2 separate regions of the Rattus norvegicus genome follow, and region 2 is linked to region 1. Evidence: chromatin contacts called from public Hi-C data. All regions are on one chromosome and are shown on one strand. Each heading gives the region's core, a stretch centred on a gene start, on an enhancer-like site or on the middle of the called end of the contact. The rest is flanking DNA. Distances are from core to core; before and after follow the strand shown.

Evidence for each region. Hi-C and Micro-C count contacts between places; a contact is called where the count stands out from the background.
Region 2: a contact with region 1 is called in a Hi-C map of psoas muscle, with 2.4 times the contacts expected there. The contact joins two enhancer-like sites. A contact is called at or near these places in 4 of 12 Hi-C or Micro-C datasets (kidney, liver and psoas muscle).

What each region holds. Positions count from the first base shown.
Region 1 is chr1:153,002,289-153,008,983 of GRCr8, reverse strand. The region is part of intron 2 of Me3 (malic enzyme 3); the gene reads right to left. Among named protein-coding and RNA genes, the nearest start is that of Me3, 59 kb to the right of the region's middle. Within about 2 kb of position 5,038, at least 6 of the 93 cell types and tissues checked have an H3K27ac peak or open chromatin away from gene starts, as enhancers often do.
Region 2 is chr1:153,123,737-153,130,172 of GRCr8, reverse strand. The region is part of intron 8 of Me3 (malic enzyme 3); the gene reads right to left. Among named protein-coding and RNA genes, the nearest start is that of Ccdc81, 77 kb to the left of the region's middle. Within about 2 kb of position 5,157, at least 30 of the 93 cell types and tissues checked have an H3K27ac peak or open chromatin away from gene starts, as enhancers often do.

The DNA.
Region 1 (6,695 bases), core at 3,789-6,288:
GGTTATGTTCAGGTAAATTTGGCAAGAGAGAACAGGTTATAGAGAGAAGGTTCTGAATCAGCCAGAAAAAAAGTTAGTCAACAAGTCCAGAGAAGGCGAGAAGCCAGGTTATATCTGTAGCTGTTATCAGGCTATGGGCGGTCAGTAAATAAGTAAGGGGAGCCTTGGTTAACAGGCACTCAGAGGAGCTGCACTCAGGGGCAGGTTTCCCTAACACATGAACGGAAGTTCAAAGATAAGTCAAGAGTGTGGCTAGAGAGTCCAGGGGAACTGGAATAAAAAAAATTCTGAGCACACTTCCAAGGAACACATTCACAAGGTCAAGGCAGAACTAGCCTCTGTCATAGAGCTCTTTGTACAAACCTGAAACAGTATGGAAGAAACAATTGCTGCCTATCTAAGTACATCATATAATAAGTAATCATACTGCGGAGAAAGAGGAACACTCCTCCATTGTTGGTGGGATTGCAGACTGGTACAACCATTCTGGAAATCAGTCTGGAGGTTCCTCAGAAAATTGGACATTGAACTGCCTGAGGATCCAGCTATACCTCTCTTGGGCATATACCCAAAAGATGCCCCAACATATAAAAAAGACACGTGCTCCACTTTGTTCATCGCAGCCTTATTTATAATAGCCAGAAGCTGGAAAGAACCCAGATGCCCTTCAACAGAGGAATGGATACAGAAAATGTGGTACATCTACACAATGGAATATTACTCAGCTATCAAAAACAATGACTTTATGAAATTCATAGGCAAATGGTTAGAACTGGAAAATATCATCTTGAGTGAGGTAACCCAATCACAGAAAAACACACATGGTATGCACTCATTGATAAGTGGCTATTAGCCCAAATGCTTGAATTACCCTAGATGCCTAGAACACATGAAACTCAAGACGGATGATCAAAATGTGAATGCTTCACTCCTTCTTTAAAAGGAGAACAAGAATACCCTTGGCAGGGAATAGAGAGGCAAAGATTAAAACAGACACAGAAGGAACACCCATTCAGAGCCTGCCCCACATGTGGCCCATACATATACAGCCATCCAATTAGACAAGATGGATGAAGCAAAGAAGTGCAGGCAGACAGGAGCCCGATGTAGATCTCTCCTGAGAGACACAGCCAGAATACAGCAAATACAGAGGCGAATGCCAGCAGCAAACCACTGAACTGAGAATAGGACCCCCGTTGAAGGAATCAGAGAAAGAACTGGAAGAGCTTGAAGGGGCTCGAGACCCCTTATGAACAACAATGCCAAGCAACTAGAGCTTCCAGGGACTAAGCCACTATCTAAAGACTATACATGGACTGACCCTGGACTCTGACCTCATAGGTAGCAATGAATATCCTAGTAAGATCACCAGTGTAAGGGGAAGCCCTGGGTCCTGCTAAGACTGAACCCCCAGTGAACTAGATTGTTTGGGGGAGGGCAGCAATGGGGGGAGGATGGGGAGGGGAACACCCATAAGGAAGGGGAGGGGGGAGGGGGATGTTTGCCCGGAAACCGGGAAAGGGAATAACACTCGAAATGTATATAAGAAATACTCAAGTTAATAAAAAAAAAAAAGAAAAAAAAGGGAAAAAATAAGTAATCATACAATGTGTTTCCCAGTGTTCTGTGTATCCAGACTGCACCATGTGACTATTTCTAGTTAAATGACTGTGATGGCAAGCAGAGACAATGGCAACCACATATTTTATTGTTAGTGAGGAAGCACTGATTGTCCTAGAGAATAGATCTATTGTCAGCTCTGTTCTGTGACGTCCACTTCTGGAACATGCACAGCCTTAGACACTGTATGGTTTTTTTTTTTTTTTTGGTCCGAGGACTTAATGACTATATGGGAAATGCCTTTGATCAAGAAAATATACCTTGCTACACAAGTGCTGCCTCTGAGAACAAGGAAAGAGCAAAGACATTTCTTCTATAAAACTTATGTGGTCTGCTATTACAACAGCTCACCTTGGTGGAAAATTAAATTGAAAAGAGTGCAATGGTAGGGATTTATAAATTATGTACACTGAAGCCAAGGATTTAGCCCAGTGACAACATGTCTGTGCTCATGTTAAAAGGTAATATCAATGCAAACAACTTTATCCAATTACAAATGGGTACATTTCTATTTATATCTATTACTTAATCTCAACAGTGAATGAGGCAAGTGTTATTATTTCTACTTGGCAGATCATGAAACTTAGGAACAGAAAGTACAGATAATTTCAGGTTTAGAAGATGGCCCAGTGGATAAAGCCCTTGCCAGACAAGCAGGCGGACAAGTGTTTGACTCCCTAGAACCCATGTGAAAACTGGGCAGGTGAAGCAGCTGCCTGTAATACCAGCATTCAAGAGACAGAGACAGGGAATCCCAACTTGATTAGCTGGACTCCTCTAGATCTGTGCTCTAGGAGTTATCTTGCCTCAACAAATAAAGTAGAGGGCAGTTGAAGAAGCACCCGAATCAACATGGCCTTCCAAATGCACCTGTGCACATACATGTACCCCCATACATGCAAACATGCACACGGAAATACACATATTCTACCAACATGTATTCCAAGAAGAAAGAAAGAATGAAAGTTTAGAAGACAGTTGACACAAATATTCTGAATTGATCAACATCTATATTTTTAATGAATTGTAATGAATAGTTAAGAAATATAATTAACTATGTATTGGCTTCTACAGTTAAAGCCAAGGCAATTCATTGTATTTTATGTAGTTTTTAATGTAAAGTGAACCACCTTAAAGTTAATGGCTTGGTAACATACAGTGCACTTACAACTGTGCAATCATTACCTCCATCAGATTCCAAAATACTTTATCCAAAAAGAAACACTTTACCCATAAGACAATCACTTCTTATTCCTCCTATTTCCTTAACCCCAAGCAAACTCCAACTCTGAATGATCACTAATTATTTTTTGTGTCTATGGATTTTGAATATTTCACTGGAATGAACTGTTACAATATACAGCCTTTTGCCTAGCTTCTTTCATTCAACATGATGTGTTTAGGTTTGTTCATGTTTTAGCATGTGTCAGCATGCCATTTCTTATTATGGTATATTAATATTCTATTGTATAGGTACAATGTAAATTGTTTATTCTTTCATTTATTGATGGATATTTAGCCTGTTTATCCACCTATTTGTTGATGGATAGGAACTGATATGCGAGCCTGAATTCCATTGTGCATCATCTGCTATCTACAAGGGTATATGCATATGAAGGTCTACCATAAACACGAGGCTAAACACGCTTCTGAGTCATATGTTTTTTGTGCTATGAGTTCATGTCCATGGATTGGTATTGGAAAATCTTTTAGGACAAGGAAAAGGAATTGCTTTGGTTTTCAAAGATTATTGCTGGGGTCTCACTTTATCACCAATAGCCGTGTAACTATAGCCAACTTCTCTGGGACTCAGACACTACGTATATTAATTCTAGAGTATTAATATACTGAAGACTTAATACATTCTAGAGAATTAACACATTGAATAGAAGATCCCTGTTAAAGTAGGGTCAGCTTTGCCAGCAATAGCTCGGTATAAAAGAATGAGGGCATTTCTGAGTTCTTTCTAGCCCTGATAACTGGCAGTCTGTATTTTCATGTTATATTACATTTCTTGTTTTGTTACAACGAAGTCAGTTTTCCTTCAAAGAAGGATTGCTTTTCACTGATGCTTTCTATTTTCAGCTCTGTTTAGCTATATTATTTTAAATACTTGTAACAAACTTTTAAGTTAGATTTATTTAACAGTATACCTATTTTACAGATCGAATGGATAAGAAAAGGGAGGAGGAAAAGCTAGGGTTCAAACCCAGACAGCAGGAATCCAAAGACCACATAAATGTCTTCAAGTTTCTGATGTTAGTTCTCTCTCAGTGATCTTCTGTTCACAGATTTTTACCTTTTCTACCACCACCAGCCCCATGGCTCTCCCACAGCTGCTTAAATGATTGATGGTCTTTCAGTCCTACTTAATCATTATCATCCTTCTCCTCCTCTTCCTCCTTGTCCTTACCCTTGTCCTCCTCTTCCTCTCTGTACATGTGTATGTGCTTGCAGGCACCTGGTGTGTGTATGTGCATGCATGTGGAGGCCAGAGATTGACATCTGGTATCTTCCTTGATTACTCTCTTCCTTATGTTTGATAGGGTCCCTTGCTGAACTCAGGGTTCACATTTTTGGTGAGTCTGGCCAGCTAGATTGCCTTGAGGACCCTGTCTTGTAATGCATGCTGAGATTACAGGCAGCCTTTTATGTGGGTTCTGGGGTCCCAGCTCTGATCCTCATGCTTGTACATCAAGCATTTTATCGACTGATCCTACCTCCTTCCGTCCCATCCCCTGCCCCAGTTCTGTGTTATTTCTAAGAGCATTTGAAGCCCATTCTCCAATAGCAACCCCCAGGAGCTTATGCTGCAGAGGGAAGACTCTGCTTTTCCACACTCCTAGTGCTGTCTGAACCAATGAGAAATAACAACATTGTCAGGTGGCCCGTACACAGCAATGATCGGTTCATTAACCCATCGCTCCCTAATGCCTTGGGGCCATGACAGCAGCCATAGGTTAGAATAGGATTACTTTCACAGGCATGGAGCCTGAGGGGTGGGTCAGTTGCTCCTAGTTGCATTTCCGGGTCCAAGTACACCATTTACCCCCTTTGACATGCTGTGTGCCTTAGAGTAAGGGGACTATCTTAAGATCTGGTTTAGAAGACTCTTGTTGAAGTGGGGTCAACTTTGCCAGCAATAACTCGCTACAAAAGAATGAGGGCATCTTTGGCCACTTACAGCCAAACATACAAGTGCCATCCTAAAGAATAGCCAGTAGCCTGTCCCTAGAAGCTGTCTCGGGGTGCTTAGGAGGTTGTCACATTCCTCTCTACAAAGGCGGCTCGTTATGCTCCAGGAGTCTGATAACAAACATCCCTGACAACTCAGTGACTAATGGTCCCCAGATGCTGCTCAGTGTTTAGTCCTCCTTCAGATCTAATGGCAAACCCTTCATTGCACACTAGGAAGTGACCTTAATCCACAGTGCTGATGACTCTCCCAGCATCTCAAGAGTAGAGGAATTCCAGTATGGTGACATGGTGCCTTTGCTTGGCGTTCACTTGACTTAGAGGCCGTTTGCCTGGGAAAATCTTGCTTTAAATTAACTGATGTTTACCTTCCTGCCTTGATCAGCCATACTGCTTTTTAGTTCATATGTCTCCATCAAAAGTATGTATATATAAGTAGGTAAGTTGCTGTTTGTGGTATATAAACTCGACAGTCAACACCAAGCTGGGTTTTGACTAAAAGTCACCCTGGCACTAATGACAATAAAAGGAGATAGAGTTTGGTTTTTCATAGGTCAAAGGCTTGAGATTTAGTTTGGCCCCTTACGGGCTTTACTATGGCTACTGCTGTTGGCTCCACCATCATCAGCCTGGACTGCAGTCCAGACTTCTTTCCATAGCTGGGTTTGGGACTCTGCACAACATTTCATTTTGAAGTGACTTGCTGAGTAAATTCTATCAGCTTCACACATTCATAGCCATGAAGACATTAGCAATCCAGCTCCCCCAAAGGATGATCTCAATTGCAAATGTGATTGTGCTTCTTTTCACTTAGGATCATGTGGCCACAAATTACTTCGCAGGCTTACTGGCAGACCTGATAGTTGCCTGGCATTTCACAGGGATCTGAATTGGCTGGCCTCCAATTCAACTGGTTCAGAGCCATGCCATTCTCAGCATTAAATAGTTTGCAAATCACTCTTCTTTATTACCCTCTACTCCTACCATTACTTGAATGGCTCCAAGGGAAGTTATTCCGGGACACACATGGTGCCTTCTATGACCTGAGCTCCTCTATGTTCTCATACCTTTGCTGCCCCCTGCCCAGTGCTTACTCTTCTTGTCACTCAACACACTCTGTGCAGCCTTTCCTGACTTCATCTTCTTTCCCTCCCCCACCATGCACACCATTAATCATTTCCTTCTGATCTCACAGGATGGTCTACAGACCAGTGAGTTGAGACATAGTTCTTTTGTTTTTCTAGAGGGGAAAAATGTACCCACAAAGAGCCAAATCAATATCTTTAGAAAAAACTGAACCAGGAAATAAGAGCTTAGGAGAGATTTGCAGATCGTTAGAGGTGGAGCGTTCTCTCCACTCCCTTCTATGATGTTCTTGATAGAAGGTTTTCTAGCTTCCAGTAGACTGTGTCCAGAGATACAAAATTAGTGTTTTTAAAAATCTGTTCTTTCACGATTTCATGCATGTAAATAATATATTTTGCTAATATCCACCCCATTACCTCTTCTAATCTTCATACTTCTGCTGAACCCCTTATTTCCAATAAGTTCCCCTGCACTTCTATGTCTTTTCTGGGCCATGTACAGAGCTTGGTTAAGGTTGCTTACAGGAGCATGGGTATGGGATTACGTACTGGACCATAGGCCATGTCCCAGTGGCCACACTTTGAAGTCAGTGATTTTTTTTTTCTTTTTTCTTTTTTTCGGAGCTGGGGACCGAACCCAGGGCCTTGCGCTCGCTAGGCAAGCGCTCTACCGCTGAGCTAAATCCCCAACCCAGTGATTTTTAACAAATAATTTTTTTTCATTATTGAGACAAAGTTGATCTTGTAGTAAACTCAGTGTGTTCCTGGTCTGACTTTGAGAACAGCTCCAGGCCA
Region 2 (6,436 bases), core at 3,908-6,407, 120 kb before region 1:
TCCTGTTTCTTTCTGCAGCCACTCAGAGCTATGAGTTTCCTCTTAGCACAGCTTTCATTTGTCCCATAAGTTGGGGTATGTTGTACCGTCATTTTCATTAAATTCTAAGAAGTCTTTAATTTCTTTCTTTATTTCTTCCTTGACCAGGTTATCCTTGAGTACAGCATTGTTCAACTTCCATGTATATGTGGGTGTTCTTCCCTTATTGTTGTTGAAGACCAGCTTTGATAATCCCTATCATGGTATGATAGGGTGCATGGGATTATTTCTATGTTTCTGTATCTGTTGAGGCCTGTTTGGTGACTAATTATATGGTCAATTTTGGAGAAAGTACCATGAGGTGGTGAGAAGAAGGTATATCCTTTTGGTTTAGGATGGAATGTTCTATAAATATCTGTTAAGTCCACTTGGTTAATAACTTCTCTTAGTCTGTCTATGTCTCTGTTTAATTTCTGTTTCCATGATCTGTCCATTGATGAGAGTGGGGTGTTGAAATCTCCTACTATTATTGTGTGAGGTGCAATGTGTGCTTTGAGCTTTAGTAAGGTTTCTTGTATGTATGTAGGTGCCCTTGTATTTGGAGCACAGATATTTAGGATTGAGAGTTCATCTTGGTGGATTTTTCCTTTGATGAATATGAAGTGTCCTTCCTTATCTTTTTTAATGACTTTTGGTTGAAAATCAATTTTATTCGATATTAGAATGGCTACTCCAGCTTACTTCTTCAGAAGATTTGCTTGGAAAATTGTTTTCCAGCCTTTTACTCTAAGGTAGTATCTGTCTTTGTCTCTGAGGTGTGCTTCTTGTAGGCAGTAAAATGCTGGGTCCTCATTACATATCCAGTTTGTTAATCTGTGTCTTTTTATTGGGGCATTGAGTCCATTGACATTGAGAGATATTATGGAATAGTGATTGTTGCTTCCTCTTATAGTTGTATTTGGAGGTGAGATTATGTTTGTGTGCTTGTCTTCTCTTTGTTTTGTTGCAAGATGATTAGTTTCTTGCTTTTTCTAGGGTGTAGCTTGCCCCCTTGTGTTGGACTTTACCATTTATTATCCTTTGTAGGGCTGGATTTGGAGAAAGATATTGTGTAAATTTGGTTTTGTCATGGAATATCTTGTTTCTCCATCTATGTTATGAGAGTTTTGCAGGATACAGTAACCTGGGCTGGCATTTGTGTTCTCTTAGGGTCTGTATGACATCTGTCCAGGATCTTCTGGCTTTCATAGTCTCTGGCGAAAAGTCTGGTGTGATTCTGATAGGTCTGCCTTTATATGTTTCTTGACCTTTTTCCCTTACTGCTTTTAATATTCTTTCTTTATTTTGTGCATTTGGTGTTTTGACTATTATGTGATGGGAGGAGTTTCTTTTCTGGTCTAATGTATTTGGAGTTCTGTAGGCTTCTTGTATGTTTATGGGCATCTCTTTCTTTAGGTTAGGGTAGTTTTCTTCTATGATTTTGTTGAAGATATTTACTGGTCCTTTGAGCTGGGAGTCTTCACTCTCTTCTATACCTATTATCCTTAGGTTTGATCTTCTCACTGTGTCCTGGATTTCCTGTATGTTTTGGGCTAGGAGCTTTTTGCGTTTTACATTATCTTTGACAGTTGTGTCGATGTTTTCTATGGAATCTTCTGCCCCTGAGATTCTCTCTTCTATCTCTTGTATTCTGTTGGCAATGCTTGTATCTACAAGTCCTTGTCTCTTTCTTTGGTTTTCTATATCCAGGGTTGTCTTCCTTTGTGCTTTCTTTATTGTTTCTATTTCCATTTTCAATTCCTTCACCTGTTTGGTTGTATTTTCCTGTAATTCTTTCAGGAATTTTTGTGTTTCCTCTTTAAGGGATTCTACTTGTTTACTTGTGTTTTCCTGCATTTCAATAAGGGAGTTCTTTATGTCTTTCTCCTATCGATTAGTCTTATGGTGAACTTGGTCATGTGCTACTCTCTTATCAGCCCTACTTTTTAAATCTCCATTAAGAACTCCACAGAGTCAGTATTTCAGTGATCCCTCTATTGAGGTTTTTAGTTTTTTTCTAGGAAAATGAGACTCAAAGGAAATAAGAAGCAGTCATGAGATGCAGAATAGCATGGCTACCCAGGTTCTCCACTTGGATGTATAAAGAAGAGTGCAACAGTTCCCCAGAAGCTGTGAGTCTTCTCAGCAAGTCTCCAGACCCTCTGCCTCTTTCCACAGCCTTTGTCACCCCTGCAGAGTCCATGGAGGTTCTTTCTGCTCCTAGGCAAAGCTACCTTCTGCACTGCATTCTCACTGACCCATGAGATTTTTTTCTCCAATTCTCTCCTTGTTCTTCATCCTCAGAGTCTCCCTCTCTGAATTCCTCCCCACCAGTGCGTAAACACACTGTAAAACTTCTACTAAGAAAAAAAGAGCCTCGCTCTTGCAGTCCCAAGCCTGGTCTGTACTGCCTTTTATAGTCAAGCTCCTCAAGGGGCTGCATGTGATCACAGCCTCCATTTATTTTCTTCTCAGTGGACATAAGTGGTCAGCTCACCTCTTGTCGAAGTCACTGAGCATCTCCCCTTGTCAAGTTCACTGGTCAGTTCTCAGCTTCCTGTCCTTTAACCTCTCTGCAGTATTTGGCACTGCTACACATCACTCCTTGGGGGAACTCCTGAATTTTCCTTCAGGATATATACATCCAGTGCTGTCTCTTCAGCTGCTTTTCTTCATGGTCACCTTTCTGGATCCTACTCTTAAGGATTCACTGTGGGGTGGGGATAGGGAGGCACGGCAAACTCTCTTAATTCTACATCAGAACCCAAGAGAGAAAGCAGTAGTTCTTAGATTCCAAATTATAAAACAGGAACTTGGCAAATCAAGTTACTGTCTCCACCATTAACTTCCATTGTTGGGTGGGGTGGTGGTAGGTTAATTCTTGGACTGTGTGCCTGGAATTTTAAAACTGGAGAGGAGGAAAATTGCTTAGATGTTTGGAGGTAACCACCCTGAGAAGTCTGAGAGCCTAGGACTGTGGGAGAACATGGCTTGTGCCCACAAACGATGCGAACCGGTTGTTCCCATTCGTGATGAAAGATAAACAAACGTTCTTATTCAGTGGGAATGTTCCATGATTATACTTCCTGCAAACAGAATACTTGAGACAGCACATTTAGGAAACAGCACAAAAGGACAAGCTGAAAATTTTCCTTTTAATAGTCACATCTGACCAAGTCAAAGCAGTTGATCTGCTAAACAGATTTTAGGAGGAATTGGTGACAGTGTCAATAATTGGTAGAGAGTCAGGAAGAGGTGGGCTGGGTCAAGGTCTGGCTCAGGTGTCTGGGGAGCCCTGGGTCTCTGAGAATTAAGTGGCTTCTATGTCATGATCCACAGCAATCCCTTCCCAGAGCAGCCACCCACTGCCTTCGTGTATTCATTTGCATGCATTGAGGACTGAAGTGGGGCCATCAAAGGCACTGAATGCAGAAAGAGCCACAGACTAGGATTGCTCTCTAGGAGCTGCCAGCATCACTTCAGAAGAGTCAGATCCCTCTTTCCTGACACCCTGTAAGGTCTCTGAGACCACTTCAGCAGTGCTCTGTGTCATAAAGGAACATTTCTAGAGTCTCAGGGTACTCTAGAGCACAGCTTATGAAACCAGGAATTATAACCCCATGTAGAGTCATGTAATCGAAGTAGAGGTTGAGAAAAACATAGCAACTATCAAAAAAGCTTCTGAATGTGCAATAATCAAAAATTAGTCAAAGCCAGCAGGGCCACACAATTTGGAGCAAACAGCAGTCTCAAACCTGAGCCCGGGAAGCTCAGGCAGTCATAGATGGTGTTGCATGCTAGAATGGCACATAGAGTGCGAAGTTAACATGTTGCATGTTCAGAACCAAGGCTGCACAGTAACCCTACAATGCAAGACAGGCTGGCACTGCCAGATCACTTCAGAAAAGTGTAGAAAAGCATGGCGCCCAGGTCTCCCTCTTCATCAGGCTTTAGTAGCATTGTGCTCACACCTTCTCTTCATTTTCCTGAACACTCTACTTGGGTCTCAATACCCCTTCCTCCTCTCCATACTTGTGCACTCAGAATATTAGTATTAGGGGCTGGAGAGATGGCTCAGTGGTTAAGAGCACTGACTGCTCTTCCAGAGGTCCCGAGTTCAATTCCCAGCAACTGCATGGTGGCTCACAACCATCTGTAATAGAGATCGAATGCCTCTTCTGGTGTGTCTGAAGACAGCAACAGTGTACTCACATACATAAAATAAATAAATAAACCTTTTAAAGAATATTAGTACTGGGACCATGGACTAGAACTGCTGAGTGGCTATTCCTGTACACCTTACCCCACACCTACCCCAGAATTAGCACAACATGGGTAATTCTGAAGATAGCAGTGAAATGGCTTAGATTTCAACTATAGTAGTAAGTGCTAGCTTGAGAGGAACATACAGGCTGATCTGATACTTGCTGATCTTTAGTCATGGCTGCTAAATCGTTTCAGAGGAAGGGTAAAGAGTGCTTTTAGAACATATACCACTGGCTAGAATCACAGAGCAGAAAAGTGAGGATTCAGAGACAGACGCATCTCAGTCCGATGTCTGTTAACTATTCTGGCTTATACACTGAAACTTGAAAGCACCAAAGGGTACCAGGCTTAGAGGCATGCAGTTCTGTGGTCCCAAACAGTAGAAAGGCAGGGAGAGCAGAAAGATCACCTCAAGCTCAAGATAGACTGAGCTACACAGTGACACCCTATCTTGAAAACAAACAAAAAAGCCAAACAAATTGTGAAGAGGTGACCTGGCACACAAGCATTCTTCCAGGTCATGGGTCCTCGAAGACTTCAAAGGGCTAGAGGGTAAGGCCGGTCTGTGTCCTAGAGTTGATGTTTGTTGTTCCTCAGTCACACTATATGATTAGCTTACAGTGGAGGACAGTGCCCAAGGTCACTCAGTCAGCAGCATTCTGTACCTGACTTCTTTCGTGCAAGCTGTCCTTCCCAAGGTCAAAATTAGTCTGTCTGCAGCATGACCGTCCTCACTGCCTTTCCCCTTTCCTGTCTTTCTCTTCTCCCCCAGCAGCAGGGATGTTCCCAGCTGAAACAACAAAAGTCACCTGAGCCTCTGCTATTCCAAAATTCCTGAAGAGGCCACCAGTGGTGACTCAGAGTTGGCAGCCCTGTTCACCAAGAACCAGCCAGCCTGGCCTGGGCTGAGGGTTCTTGTGAGCCAGAGCTGGGGTGAGGACAAAGGAGACAAACAAAAGGAAGTCTTTTTTGTGCTGTGGCTCCAGACTTCAAGCCCATGGGTCCCATGGGGTCTGTGATTCAGACGATACAAACAAGGTGCTTGGCGTTCATGCACAGTAGAGCGCATTGGAAGCTCAGCCTGGGGGGCTCTTGAGGACTTGGGTTCTATCTTTTTCTGTTCCACTGACATAAAAGGCAGGACTTATGCTGAAAGCAGGCAGAATGGTTCTAGCTTAATTTCCATGGGGGCCACTTTGTTCCAGTCCTTTCAGTATATGGGTCACAGGCAGATTGAGACTATTCCCATGTTTTGCAGGGATGGATGATGCCTGTCTAAGCTTGTGGTTGTGTGGACAGAGGCAAAGAAGGCTACTGAGGCTCAGTATAGATCTCAAATCCTCAACTAACCCCACCAGGAGCTCAGTCCAGGACAGGAGTAGAATGAATGGACACATCCCTACCCTGAGAGGGTAGCCTTCAGCAGGACAGGACTGAGTTAGGGATTTTCTGCAGCTGAGGCTCTGTTTGCATCAGTGAAGGCAACATGTCTTCCCTTGAAGGAAGATGTGGGTAGATCTCCATGACAACCTCCTCACATTTTGATTAGTTATATCACCTACATACTGGGCTGTGATTCACTCAAGGCTGAGATGATCTTAGAGAGATTCCATCATTCTTTTTCTGACTACCAGTCTTCTCAGGAGTTCTAAATTCGTGATGTAGTCTTAATTTCTGAGAAAAAAATTAGGAAATTTCTATCTCATTTATGCATGTGTGTGTGTGTGTGTGTGTGTGTGTGTGTGTGTGTATGTGTGTGTGTGTGTGTACCAGAACAATGAATTTAAACAAATGAATTGATTTAATTAAAAACTTGTTCATTCCTATGCAATTATGCATATGTGTATAGGTGTCCAACATCTTAGTATGAGCACATGTGTGGTGAATTTGCATGATGATCAGAAAAGAGAGGCTGCAAGGCAGGGACCAGCATGGACTTTCTCCAGGGATAGGTAGGATGGCGAGCATGTTTGCACATGCAAACATGCATCTACTCTTACTACAATATGCCCATCATTGTGTTGAGAACTGGGGATCAAAAACAAGTAAGCCATGATTCCTGACTCCAAAAGCTGATCTTTTAGTGAGAGGCAGAGACTGGAACAGAAGTATCTAGAGTTCACTGGCTTGGATATGATGCACTTTAAAAAAG